2 separate regions of the Zea mays genome follow, and region 1 is linked to region 2. Evidence: chromatin contacts called from public Hi-C data. All regions are on one chromosome and are shown on one strand. The core of a region is the stretch at or near the end of the contact, and the rest is flanking DNA. Distances in the headings are between cores, read along the strand shown.

What was found. Hi-C and Micro-C count contacts between places; a contact is called where the count stands out from the background.
Region 1: a contact with region 2 is called in a Hi-C map of endosperm, with 2.2 times the contacts expected there. The contact joins the promoter of LOC103634306 here to the promoter of LOC100279315 in region 2. A contact is called at or near these places in 2 of 25 Hi-C or Micro-C datasets (endosperm and leaf).

What each region holds. Positions count from the first base shown.
Region 1 is chr1:39,161,755-39,168,782 of Zm-B73-REFERENCE-NAM-5.0, reverse strand. LOC103634306 (fringe-related protein) reads right to left here and starts at 4,887. Exons shown (of 3, transcript XM_008655863.3): 1 at 2,656-4,887. The coding sequence starts at 3,540.
Region 2 is chr1:38,809,751-38,816,402 of Zm-B73-REFERENCE-NAM-5.0, reverse strand. LOC100279315 reads right to left here and starts at 2,724. Exons shown (of 3, transcript NM_001152336.1): 1 at 2,261-2,724; 2 at 1,752-2,144; 3 at 1-550. The coding sequence starts at 2,575.

The sequences.
Region 1 (7,028 bases), core at 3,638-6,137, 350 kb before region 2:
CATCCTAGTCCTCGCGGCCGCGCATTTCACGTCACCGGGAAAAAAGGACTGCCGCACACCTGGCCCGGCGAGGTCACGCGTCGCACCAACCAACTACCGGCACGCTCTAGGGATGGCGACGTTGAGATTTGTTTGGGCCACAACCGCCTTTACGGTCTCCGTCCATCTCCAAGATGAGCCGAAGCTGTTCAGTAAAAAGCTACAGTGCACTCAGTAGTCAATACCCAGTTTTTTCGAGCTTAACTCAAAATCCGAACTTCTTGAATTTTTATATTGGATAATTTCACAATCTCAAACTCACTAAGTAGATAGTAAGATTTGCATTGGATTGTGTATAGTATTAATGACCTCAAAATCTGTGAAAAATCAAACACCGCCTTTAAAAGACGAGTTTGTATGTCATGTGTGTAAGTCGGTGTCTTTCTACCGCCTCTGCTTCTCGTCTAACAATAGACCGTTACACTTTAAACATGACGTGATAAAGCATATAAGCCTAATACAACATGAAGTTGCACCTAGCTTACCAACCGGCTATAAAAAAAAGAGGCTTTTGGCTAAAATAAAGTGTAACATTTGTTTTTATCAGTTTAATATCTACTAAATAGATCATATGTCCACTTTAATATTAATTTTTTGGATGTTTTTATGGGAAATGTTCAATGACTTGTCATTGGGTCTCCGTGTTGTTCCAATTGTGTGACGTCACACCTCACGAGCATTATGTGCTCGTGGCCGTTGTGCCCTTGCCTGCACGGCGGCTAAGCTCGCGGACACGGCGCGTCGCTCCCATTGCGCTGCGTTCGTGGTCGACGTGCCACCCACCGGCTCAGCGCCTTGCGCTCTTCTCCTCCATGGCCATCAACTCCATCTGACCATCTCCATCTCGACGTGAGAGAGACGGGAAGGACGAGGGAGACGTGAGAGAGACGGGAAGGACGAGGGAGAGACGAGGAGATTGACGCGTGGGTCCACGCTGACTCATGGGCTGCAATTATATATTGGGCCGACCTAGTAGATATACCATGAAACTCTCTCAAACATGTTTTTTCAGCGCAATCTGATTTTCAGACTTAAAGCTCTTTCAAACAGACCATTAACAGATCCTTAAAGGTCCATGTGAAGAACACGATAATCTGGAAAGTTGGCGGCAGCAGATAGGCTTGGTGGTGGTGGTGGTGGTGAGTCATGAGCGTGGAAAAAAAGGCAAGGCCTCCATGGCCAGGGTAAAGACGGGACATCACAATGGTAGCCCGAAAGTGTCAAGTTAGCACAAGGGATGGAGACGACGGGTCAAGAAGATGGTGTGGAGGAAGCACATTAGATTCTTTTTACTGTTAAGTTGTGGAGAAACAGAGTATGATCTAGGGCAAAAACAATGATTTGGATGATGACCATGGATGAACAGCTAAAGACGGTCTAATATGGAGAGACATTTAATCCCAGCCAACCATTTTACGTTTTATGCTAAAAGAGCACTCTTAAATAGCTTTAGGCTTTAAATCCAACCATGTTACGTTGTATGCTAAAAGAGCACTCTTAAATAGCTTTATAAGCTTTAAATCTGGGTAGGGTGTAGGGATGAGGATGATAGAAACTACTAAGGCCAACCATCTCGAGCATATCGTCAATCCTATTTTCTATCACATCATTTATTTCAAACATTTCTCTACAAAGAGTGTCATTTACAGTTTTGTGTCTCCTATTTTTCACGTTCCGTCAATCTTGTTTTCTATCACATCATTTATTTCAAACATCTCTCTACAAAGAGTGTAGTCTACAGTTCTGCTTCTCCTATTTTTCACATTCCAACAGAGACATCCTAACGTCCCGGCTGGGGCACGGCAGAAGAAATGCGGTGGCAATCTGGCACTGGCACTGGCGTGGTGCCGGCAAAAAATGAAAACAAGAGAGGATGTCCTTTTTTAGCGGTGGTTGGCTAGGGTAGTCATCTCTTGTGGTCTGTCGACGCTTGTCCTGCTCGATCCCCTCGCCACATGGCCACATGGGGGTGGTGAACTGGTTGGTGAAAGAGAGCGAGAGAGGGTTCCCGTGCCCCTCGGCTCAACTCAAGGGCTTCACGGACATGTAGACCTGGGTCCGGCCAAGGGCGACACCACGCTGTCCTGCAACTTTAAATCGAATAGGCCATGATCTATCTCATCATCACGGTGACACTGTCCGTCACTCCGTCGTCGCACGCCGCCACGGCCCACGGCGCAACAGCCGGGCTCCAGTGGTTTCCAGAAAAGGTTCTGGAGGCAGGCAACTATATTCGCCTTTGCAGCAGCCGAAAGATGCTTCGGTGGATTCACTACGCTACGCAGGACAAGGGATCCTTAAAGAAAAGGTGCCGAGGCCTTTTTCACTGTGGGGAACGGTGAAAGGTTGGGTCAAAAAGCCCTGATCCAGGGCGATGCAGGAAAATGGAATGGAATCAGGATGTTCAGTCAAACTGCGGCACTATAAATCCGTTATCGATATACCTAAGGTGGTTATAAAGGGCATTTTTTTATTATTAGGCAAGTTGTGTACTCTTAGCGCTAACAAAAATGTCATTTGAGTCTTTTTTAGTATTTCAGTTGAGAAGGAAGCATGCAAATGCTTAGGAGTAAGCAGACAAAGATATGCAGCAGCTAGCGTTAAGGACGCTCTCACCTGGTGGAACCCGGGCTCGCGGGTGAGCGGCACGCCGAGCTCGCTGAGGCAGGCCTTCACGCGCTCATCGCTGCCGAAGAAGTACCTGTACCGGTCCAGGCAGCCGTCGATCGCCGTGGCGAGCGCGGCCGCGGCCGGGTAGCTGACCGCGAAGCCGCCGCCGCCGAAGGCCGTGCCGTACGAGTGCATCACGTCCTGCTCCACGCTCTCCGACGGCGCCCCGACGTAGTACATCTCCTCGTGGTCGTACTTGCTCAGCACCGCCACCAGGTTGTCCGGGAAGAAGACGGTGTCGTCGTCGCCCATCACGAACCACCGCGCCTCCTCGCGGGCCGTGCCGTTCCCGAGCTCCCCCGCGACGGCCAGGAACGAGTCCACCACGATCCGGGCCATCCGCGACGCCGGCGCGCGGTCCCCGAACCGGGACGCGTCCGCCGAGACGCGGTACGGCGGGCACGTCGCCGCGGGCCACGGGCTCGCGGGCTGCTCCTCGAGCCAGACGTGCCCGCGCATCTGGCCGGGGCGCCACCACAGCTCCGCGTACCCGCGGCGCTGGTCCCACGTCCGCGCCGACGCGCCGATGCCGAACGCGACGTGCGACAGCGTCGTCGGCGAGCGGGCCGCGCGCGCGGCCGAAGGGCCGTCAGCCGCGGCCGCCTCGTCGCCGGGAAACTCGCCCAGATCGCCCGCGCAGTCCTGGCACGTCCACAGCCGGTACAGCCCGTGCGCGCCGCCGTCGGGGAAGAAGGCGACGTAGGCAAGGAACGCCAGCGTAGCCGCTATCAGCGTGGACAGCGACGCCGCCACGCACCGCCGGCGCTGGTCGACGCCGCCCGCGACGCCGGCACACCCGCCGCCATCCGCGGCCTTCCATTTGTGCAGCATCCGGCCCTGCCCGAGATCGCCGCCTTCCACGCGCTACACCAACGGCTTGGCGGGAATCCCGCGAGGCGGGGCGAAATGGCCGGCAGGGGCTCGAGACCCCCGGCCGTTCCTTCCCCGCGAAGGATGATCAGAGGCTGCTGGCGGTGCGCCCCTTCCGAGCACCGTTCTGCGGGAACGGCGGAATCGTGGCGGCCGCGCGCGAATGGGAACGGAAGGCTAGCGCTGCTCTCTCTCTCTCTCTCTCTCGCCTCGAGCTACTATATCCCGCCGGCGCGCCGCACGATCGATAAGGAAACGAAACGGCGGCGGCGATACTGCGGTCGTGGCCTCGTGGGTGCTGTGGTGGTTTGGGCGCTTCCTTCAATTCCTTCCTTATTATCATCACTCGCATGTGGCGTTTAGCTCGGGAGGACGCTGCGGCGTGGGCGTGGCACGACCGGAATAAAACGCGCGTTTTTTAACTCTCGGTTTGATAGGGTTGGGCCGGAACGCTTGAAAAGCAAGGCAGGTGGCGCGATAGTTATATCTCCCCCCGAGATAACCGAGCCGTTAACCTCCTCCCGATAAAGGCTCGTCTCGAGGGCTCAACTGCACCCCTCCCGCACGCCGCACCCGCAGGCCGCAGCGTCCATGTTTGTGCGAGTCGTGAGCCGTGACGGAGGCCGTATTAGGCTCGTGTGTTTGGCGGTGGCCGGTCCTCCGGCTGGATCCGGCGCGCGTTTGGCGCACCGCTCTAGCCAAATCGGCCGGCAGCCGTGGAGAAGACATCGGAAAGCCTACTGCGCTGCGCGCCTGCGCCTTCGCTGTCTACTTTCTCGGAGTGTTCCGGCCCTTCACCTAGGTGGCGAGCACATGGACCATCCACGATTCAACATAGCCGATCAGGTGCTAGAGCGGCAGGTTCAAATGTTGCTAGCATCTGTTGAGCAAACTTGGATGTATGCTAGTGACGTGCAAGGAAAGAGAAGATGCCGGCATGTCGACAATCCGCTTCGTTGGGAAGATTTGCGTCAGGGCAGAGGCAGCGCCCTCAGATGCGGCATGTGGCGCTAGCCTTGAACGATTTCCAGTTTGAACACATTGATGCACCCACCGGCTCCGGTCCAAAATCGTCTCGGATCTATTATTCTTTTCCAGATATGTTTGTAGATTGTAGGCCGAATTAGAAACCTTTGGTGGCATGTGGGGGCTAGCTGGTCGGATTCATGAAAGCGGAAGTAGACCGTGAAAGCGGAACTAGGCCCTCTTAATAGTTAACGGTTAAGATTAGCTACAGACTTTCGAACAGTTTAGTTAAGAACCTGTTTAGGAGGGTTTCATTTCAACAATTTCAGCTTCGTTCGAGCTTCTTCCACCCAAATAGATCTAGTTGTACAATCTCTAGCTTTTAAAAAAGTTGAAACTAGAGATCAATTAGTCTTCTATATGTTTTTTATCAACATTTATAGTATTTTTCACTTTGCATTGCATCTATGTGCCACTTCAATATGTATTTAACTAAATTTTAGCTCAACTCATGATGGCCCTGGGGTAATTTGTTCTGGTTTGAATCTTTTGATTGTATTCTATGTTGACTGGGTCTTTAATGGTGTTTCATGGAGTCTTAATTTTCCCTTATTATAACCAAAACTTTCAATTTCTGGACCTACACTTACGCTGCAAGCACATATCCACGGTGACCCTTCATATAAAAATGAAACTATGCATATGACTAACTTAAGGCTCGGTTTGAGTTGAATATCACGATCTAATGTTTTCCTACTAACTTTAACTAGCTAAGGGTCTATTTGGCAGGGCCCAAAAAACAGCTCTATTCCTAAAAAGCAACTTTTTTTAGAACTAAAGCCATCTTGCAAAACGTTTAGCAGAAACGACTTATTGTAAAACTAGAGTCATAACCTTTATTAAAGTGTCATATGTACTCAAATAAATACCCAAGTTTTTGTTAAAAAAATGAGTATATAAAGTGCATAATACATGTGTATTTGTAAAATACAAAAAAAACTGTATTCGCTTATTTGGGCTAAATCAGCCTTCCGCCTAGCGCTGATGGGCCGCGGTGATGGCCCAGCTACGTTTGTGCCATAGCCCACGTCACAAGCACGCCCTAGCCATGTTTCTGGCAGCAGTCCAGCCTTCCGCTGTTCCGAACGCCGCCGCACTGGATTACTGGAACGCCTTCCGCAGTCCGCACGTTGCCGCCCGACGAACGTTGCTGCTCGCAAGCAACATTTATCGAACATTGCATTTATCGCTTGTTCCCGAGTCCCGACGCTACAGTTCCACACCCAACATTTTGTCAAGCGTCGCATTTCACACCTGTTCCCGACGCTACAGTTCCACTCCCAACGTTTTGTCGAGCATCGTATTTTTCACCCGTTCCCAAGGGTTAGGGTCCACCTGTCTGACCCAACAACCTAAAATGATACATTTAGTAAGGTTTAGGGACCAAAAAAATGGTTTTATAAATACACTGATTTACAACAAGTTTAAGTATCTTCACTAAAATTTACTCCAAAATAGATGTTGCCTCTAAAAAACCAAACAACCCTCAATTGGAAAGGTTAAAGTATGATTTTTTTCTTGGACGGTTAAAGTATTAGGTTATGGCCAATGAATCATGTATATGGTCGGATAAAACACTACATTTACGTGGTTGTAAAATATAGTTTGAAATAGTGGTGGGATGAGATGTGAGATAGATACACTCTTAGCCGTCTCCAACAGAGCATGCATATGAACCTGAAAACATTCAAGCTGATCAACTGCAATTATTTGGCTGCGGTTACACCTGTTCACAGTTATGACTGTATTGCAAATTGTTTTTGCAGCCAAAGTTGAACATGTTTGCAAGTAGTTACAGCGAATAGATTCATTATTTTGCAATGTATACTGCACTTTTTATAGGGTAGAGTTTAAAACAAGTGAGATGATAAGGACAAGTACAACCTAAAGACGGTGGTTCATGTTGGGGGTCTACTTCGTCGTCGAAGGTCCTGTGAGAAGAAACACCTTTGGAAGGACAGAACAGGAACAATGTCGAAGCTGCCAATCAGGGAGCTTCGTAGCGTATTTCTAGATGCACCAACTTAAAAATGAAATGACTAATCGGCCCACAATAACCTGTGTTATGATTGTAATCATTTGTAGAGGACATGAATGTAAATTCACACAAGCTGTGCCCTGTGCCTATAAATAGGTGAACAGTACCTCGTGTTGTTCACGCTTTCACATCTTACCTTTGTCCTCTGTCAAACTTAAGGTACAAATGTAATTTGATATTGCTTTCATATACTCATGATTATTTAATAATAGAAGTTTATATTATGATATCATATAATTGTTCATGTTGTTTTCCTATGTTTCATAAGCTTCATCCTCTATTTATATGTCATATTTATGAAGGTATGTTTTTCATAACCTTCGTCTGAAGATCATTATATCCTAAGAGAAATAATGCTTCGAAGGACGAAGGACATTAATATTTA
Region 2 (6,652 bases), core at 1,475-3,974:
GTATCCTCAGCGGCGGCGGGCGCGCGTCGGCCTTGACGACGGCGACGTCCTGGCTCTCCTTGCCCTCCCTGAGGTCGCTGGGCGGCAGGAAGCAGTCCATGGAGAGGCCCCAGATGTTGAAGTCCACCTCCTCGATGTTCCACTCCTCCTCCATGCGCGTCCTGGTGTTGCCGTCCTGGCAGTCGCCGAACCTGACGAGCGAGACGGCGGTGCGGCCGGCGTGGGCGATGTTGACGCCGTCGACGGCGCGGTAGTCGCCGAGGCGGGACTCCATGGTGGTCTCCCAGAAGACGCTCCCTCCGGCGCCGCCGCCGCTGGACCTGATCTGCAGCAGGTGCGAGTCCTCCAGCTGCACCAGCAGGCCCGTGCGCTGGCTGAAGTAGCCCCACACCGTGTGCCGGATGATCTCGACGCTGCTGCTGTTGCGCGCGCGCAGGCTGGACGCCTCCGCCTCCACCTTGAGCACGAAGCAGTCCTCGCCGTCGATGCTCCGCTCGCCGATGCACACCGAGTCCGCGAACAGGCTCGCGGTCAGCTGCGGATCGAGGCCCTGCATGTCAATTAATGCCATGTGAAGTCAGCGTGCCGTTGCGGTCCATTCGATCGAGGTAGTAAAAGAAAAAAGAAAACTCGTGACATGTGTGCGACTGCGAATGCAATGTACACACGGAGCAGCATTAGTAAACGCGAGTAGTGTCGGGTACGCAATCAAGTAAGTATTAGTCGATTCGATGGTCAAATGGTGGCGGAGGAACGAGATTATACTGTCGGTCGGCCCGTACGTTGCTGCTTATTGCCATCAGGTTGGTGCAGCGCGATTAGCGGAGAGAGTCGGGTGGACCGGCTGCCGCGCGCCACCAACCGATCGATGTGGCGCGCGAGGGTCTCATTTCACTAGGCCCAGGTCCACGTGATGTGCCCGCGCACATGGCCGCACGTTGGGGGTGCCAAGGACCACGGCCGGCCGGCCGGCTGGGGCCGACCCCTAATCACGCACGCTGCCCCGCGCTAAGCGCCTACGCGTGTGTATCCTCCGCGCAGCTGCTGCCTGCTGTTGCGCTAATTACAGACCCTGAGACCCCTCCCGCTCCCGGGCGGCGACATGATGTTGCCACGGCCATTGATGGTGAGCCTCCGAGTCTGCGTGTACTGAGTGACCGGCGCCTAAATCTCCCGATGAGCGAAACCGCTCGGCCTTATCCCACGACACCGCTGCCCTCATGAATCATGATACCCTCTGCTCCGCGTGGACGTTCGATTTGCCTGCTCTGTCCTGCCGACAGTATATGCAAGCGGAGATCGACATGCCCTGACACAACAGGCATCTGTCTGTCTATGCGATGATGAGCTTGTGCTGTCACTGGGACTGGAGCAGACGTGTACATGCTACGTGCTGCGGCATCATTGTCCGTTGCAATGTCCAGCAGCTCTGGCCTCTAGCAAATGGGGTTGCTCTGCCCAGTACCAGTACGTCCGGGCCGGGCCAACGTGCAATAGCAACAACATCAGATTCAGATCGGCTCATCTGACCGCGAGTTTGAACAAACTTTACGGGGGTGGGGTTCGAAATGAGTACGCAGTACGTTTCTAGCAATGCTACGCGACCGTACATTCGACAAGTCCTAGGTGGCGATGACGGCATGCGTGCGTGCGTGCGTGCGTACGCGTATGGAAAGCACTCGAGACCACACCTAGCTGGGAAAACGTACACGAAACCGCGCGGCCGCGGAGGCGGGGCGTACGCTACGCACCTGGAGCGAACGGCGGAGCGGGCGCGGGGGACCGCGGGATGCGTGCGACTGGTGCCACGGCGTCTGGCGCCACGCCACCTTGCCGTCGCTGCCGGCGCTGATCTTGCAGCCGGACACGACGAGCTCCAGGCACCACAGCTCCGGCTTCTTCTGCCACAGCACGAACCCGCCGATCTCGCCGCCGCCGCCCCCTCCCTTGCTGCCCTTCTTCCCGCCGCGGTGGTGCCCGTTTCCGGTGCTTCCGCCGTGGCCGTCGGCGTCGCTGCTGTTGAGCTCCGCGGCCGTCATCCGCACCTTGCCCATCGCGTACATGCTCTTAACCTTGTTCAGCGCCCACTCCCCGCCCGACGCCGCTATGTACTGCTGCACGATGTACTTGGCGGAGGACGACTCCTGGGATCAGCACGTACGAGCGCACACACAGAGACGGATGGATTAATCATCAGCCGATCAGTAAAACGACGAGACCGAGAAAAATGCGGGTTCGATCGTTCTGTCGTCGTACGTACGATGGGATCGGCCTTGAGCTGCTCGCAGAGGACGGAGCAGGGCGACTGGTTGGCGTGGTAGACGGGCAGCGGGATGAGCGGCGCGCCGATGACGCCCAGCATGAGCTGCAGCTCCCCGCGGGTCATGGAGCACGGCTCGCCCGCGCCGGACCGGTCGGCGGCGTGCGACCGCATCCAAGCCTTGACGTTGGTGCAGCCGAACCTGGTGGAGCCGCGGGAGCCGCCGCCGCCGGAGAACATCTCCTCGGGGATGGGCACCTCCAGCACCGTGTCCAGCGCGTCGTCGCGCTCGAGGTTCGGGCAGAGCTTCCTCATCAGACGGGCGGGCGGGAGGCGGGGCGCGCACGCGCGGGACAGCTCACTGCCTTCCTCTTCTCCCCGTTGGTTGCGCCGTGGTGCGGACGAGAGCTCTTTCTCGCTGGCGTTGTGTGATGTGCGTGCCTGCGTGAGGCGGTGAGGCCTCCGGAACTGAAGCGCGCGTTATGGTGCCTGTGCCTCCCCCTCCCACTCCCAGTACTGGGCCTCTCTCGGTGGACTTGTACCGGTTTTGACGAGTCGTGCGAGCAGCTGGCAGGTGGGGCCCTTCCTTGATTTCGCGACAGGTTTGGTCGTGGCCGCACGCTCACGTACTGGTACTGCTGCTACACCTGTTAAAAAATTTGAGAAAAAAAAAACTATCTTGGTCCAGATTTCGTCGCGCGTGTGGACATACGACTGCACGTTGCCCTTTTGCGAGCCCCAGACCTTTTGGTGTGTGCTGTCTGTGTAGTGCTACTGCTCGTCTGTTCCCATATATCCACTCCGTTTCCGAGAGCGCGCATGGGAGTTTCTGTGGACCCTCTAGCAGCATGCATGATATCGTGGGATAGTTGGCGAAGTACCAATACGCCTTTTTTTTGAAGAATAAGAAAGAAACATCGACGCTTGCTTGGTCTGAGTGTAACAGCGATGGTTTGTTTTGGACTTGCATCCTTCTTCTTCTTCTTCGGTTCTACCTAGGTTCTGAATTGTAAGGTGTTTTAAGAGAGTAGATTACTGGAAAAGGAGGGAGTAGATTACTGGTACGTAATACGGAGTAACTGGTAGGTTTTGGCTGTTGGTCAAGAACTCAAGGGCTAGATTCGCCTGTCCTCCACGTACTAGGTCGGTCTGAACTCAGTTTAGAGACTCGCCAAGAACGGAAGAAGCCGAGACACACACCCACCAACTCCGTTTTGGTTTACTCTTACTCCCAAGTCCCCATCCCAGTTCGTATCGTATGTTCCGGCCCCCACTGGCCACTGCGGCGTACGATCACGCGATCATTCAAAACCCCGCTGCCCCCACGTACGGCCACGCGAGTCCCTTTCCATAACCGGTGCGCGGCCTACGTGAGTGGTACCACTACTGCTGCTACTAGCCGCGGAGGATTTGGAGGGGTGACTAGCAATGGACTGTTGACGTTGCCTCGCTCGTGCACCCGAATCGCTATGGGGGGCCCGTGTTAGGTGCCGCAATGATCGGCGCTCGATTGCTAGCTATAGCTAGGCCGCCGCCAGTCCGGATGACAGGTGGACGTGACGCAGTTTTCACCGGCCGGTCTGCAAAGACTGCAATGCATGGGTGCTCTCTCGATCTGCCCGGTGGTTGGGTCAGCCGGACGGACGGACGGACGGCCTTCCGGCGCCGGTGGGGGCAGCCGCAGCTCGATCGGCCCCGGGGTGTTGGCGCTAGCTACGCTGGTGGTGTACGTTTGCGTCGGCCGCATCGATCACCGCACGGTGCGTGCCGCGCTTATTGTATTCGCGTTCGTGGGGTTGGGGATTGATTTGATCCTGTCGTCCGCGGGCTTCCTCCGACGTGCCAACCAGGTTGTTGTTGTTGGCTTATTGTTGCTGTGCCACTGCTAGCAGCTAACGGCCATGCATGGCCTCCACCACCACCACTCTGTCGCAATCATTGTTGAGACCGACACCGAGACCGCGCGCGCTCTACAGGCTACAGGTGTCCGGCTCCGGCTCGATCGGCGTGGGAGATCCAGGGATCAATCGTGCCCCCGATATTCCTCCTCCTCCTCATCGATTACTCCTGTTTATCTACGATTCGATACGATCCCGCTGCAGCGAGTACTACACCCCAATCAAGCCACGAAACCGCAGATCAATACTAGAATCGCGGGAAAAAATCAGCTCATGATTAACACGATCTAGACGCACCACTGCGTACTTATATCGGATAGTAATAGCTAGCGACTCAAGACGGCTGATTCGGTAGCTTTTTATTATTGGGCAGATCCTACGGGCACGGAGTGAGTGCTGATCAGCGATGTCCCTTCCCGGGTTTACCGGCGCGATGGCCACGAGCCCACGACTGGTGAGCCGGGTTTTGCTGGTGGCATGGATCCACACCGCGCGCTTGCCGTTGCCACAGCGACGGGAACACCATTATATTCTTGCTTCGCTCGACGTGGTATTTATCCCCCAACAACCAGGCACCGGGATCTGGAATCCGCCGAGCAGCAGCAGCATGCATGCGCTGATGCGCCTTTCCGTGCTACTAGCCTACTACAACTAAAACGGCAACGACGACGCACTGCCCGCTCATGTCACGTCAGGGCCCGACATCGCCGGACTCCTCGGACGCCGACGCCTTCACCACCCCGGCGGCAACGGACGACACGCTCACTGTTCAGTGTACGTGCGCCTATTAGAAATTGTTCGGTTACGACTAGATCAAAGTGGATTAAGGATCTGTTTAATTCGTTACCTAACTTGCCATATTTTATGTGACTTTTTCGTCTAAAGTTAGTTTTTTAATTCGAACTACTAACCTTAGGTAAAGTGTGACACGGTTAGCCACGAATCAAACACACAATAAATCTCTCTTTAGTCAAAATTGAGTAGAATAAAATTTAATCTCATCAATCTGGACGCAGCCGAACAAGTTCGAGGAGGAGTGGTGGTGGTTCCGGTGGTCACATCGGCGTGGAAATGTTGGCAGCTTCGCACGTTACCGACAATCCATTCATTGATTGATTCAAAGGCGCCGAGGACCAATAGACGTACAGACGAGACTCTAGGTTTTTTTTTTCATTTGTGGCCCAGCCCAGCGAAATGCAAAGTCAAAAGCAACTGGTACGAAGGAAGGGGTACAGGGAGTTTGGCAGATGATGACAGAACGGGTATGATCCAGCCGGCGTACACAGGTCAAACGAAATAAAAATAAAAAAAAACCAAACAAACAAAACGGAAACAAAGTTGAATTCTGGAGCGACTCTAGCACGTCTCTAGTCTCTACGCCTGGACAGAATCGTTCTGGCCGAAAAAAAGAGGACAGGGGGCGTGCCCTGCCCGTGAGGTGAGTGTCGGCGACGGCGTTTCCTGTTTGGCATGTTACCATCGCGACTGCAACGGCGAGCGAGTAGCTCAGCTCGACACAGCGGCACAGGGCCACCTAACGACGCACGCACGCACAAGATGCGTTGGGCTGGAGCTCCAGCGAGGGAGGTCAGGTGTCCGTCCACATCGGGTGCCGAAGAGATGTCAGCGTAGCGGAGGCGCGGAGCACTGTCCTGGCGCGCACACGGCACAACCAACCGGATCGGCTCGGCGGCCCAATCATCGGGTCCGGCGGGTCTGGTCGCTTGGCTCGGTGGGTGCGCAGAATAAAGCGCGCCGCCTAACTGTCACTGCGGCGGTAGAAAACACGCGTGGGCGTGCCCGGCGCTTTCGAGCTGTAAAGCGAGGCCGTCCGCGTCGACCCCTTCTCTAACTCTAATGCGCCGCGCCGGTGCGAGCTCGGAAGGAGGAAGATGGCTACGGAGTCTAGCAGCAGCCAGCAGCGACAGAGAGGATGCGCGTGACATTGGGATGCCGAGGGAGGCTTCCAATAAGTCCAAACCGGGGTGTCCCGTCCGGCGTCCTATACCCAGCTGGATATTTCGTTAACCAGGTGAATTTGTGAACCATACTAGCTGCACCTGCACAGTCTGCGGCGGAAATTTGTGCCGAGGGCGACGCGTGCTGGAAAGGAAGGAAATAAAGGAACGTCGTGGGGGGAGACGGCGATTCATTTCTTCGTGCTCCCATCTGCCATCGAGTGGCGAGGCTCCTGACTCCACCGAAATTATTGGAAATGGTCGGCCGGTCGGTCGGTCGTTTATAGAGAGAAAAAGGCGGGCCGGTCACTGCGATGCCATTATAATTATAATCACGGCCGCGTTAGGAAAATCCGCCGTGCGACTTTGCGACGGTACCAGTTTCGGCAAAAAGGGTATCGGTCCTTGGTTGCCAAGGAAAAAAAAAGGCGACCATTCCCCGGTTTAGTTTTACTGAGTTCTGGTCAGCCCGATGCTGCTGGGGAGACGGAGAAAGAGAGCAACCGCCAACCGCGTGGCGAAGCTTCTGATGAAGT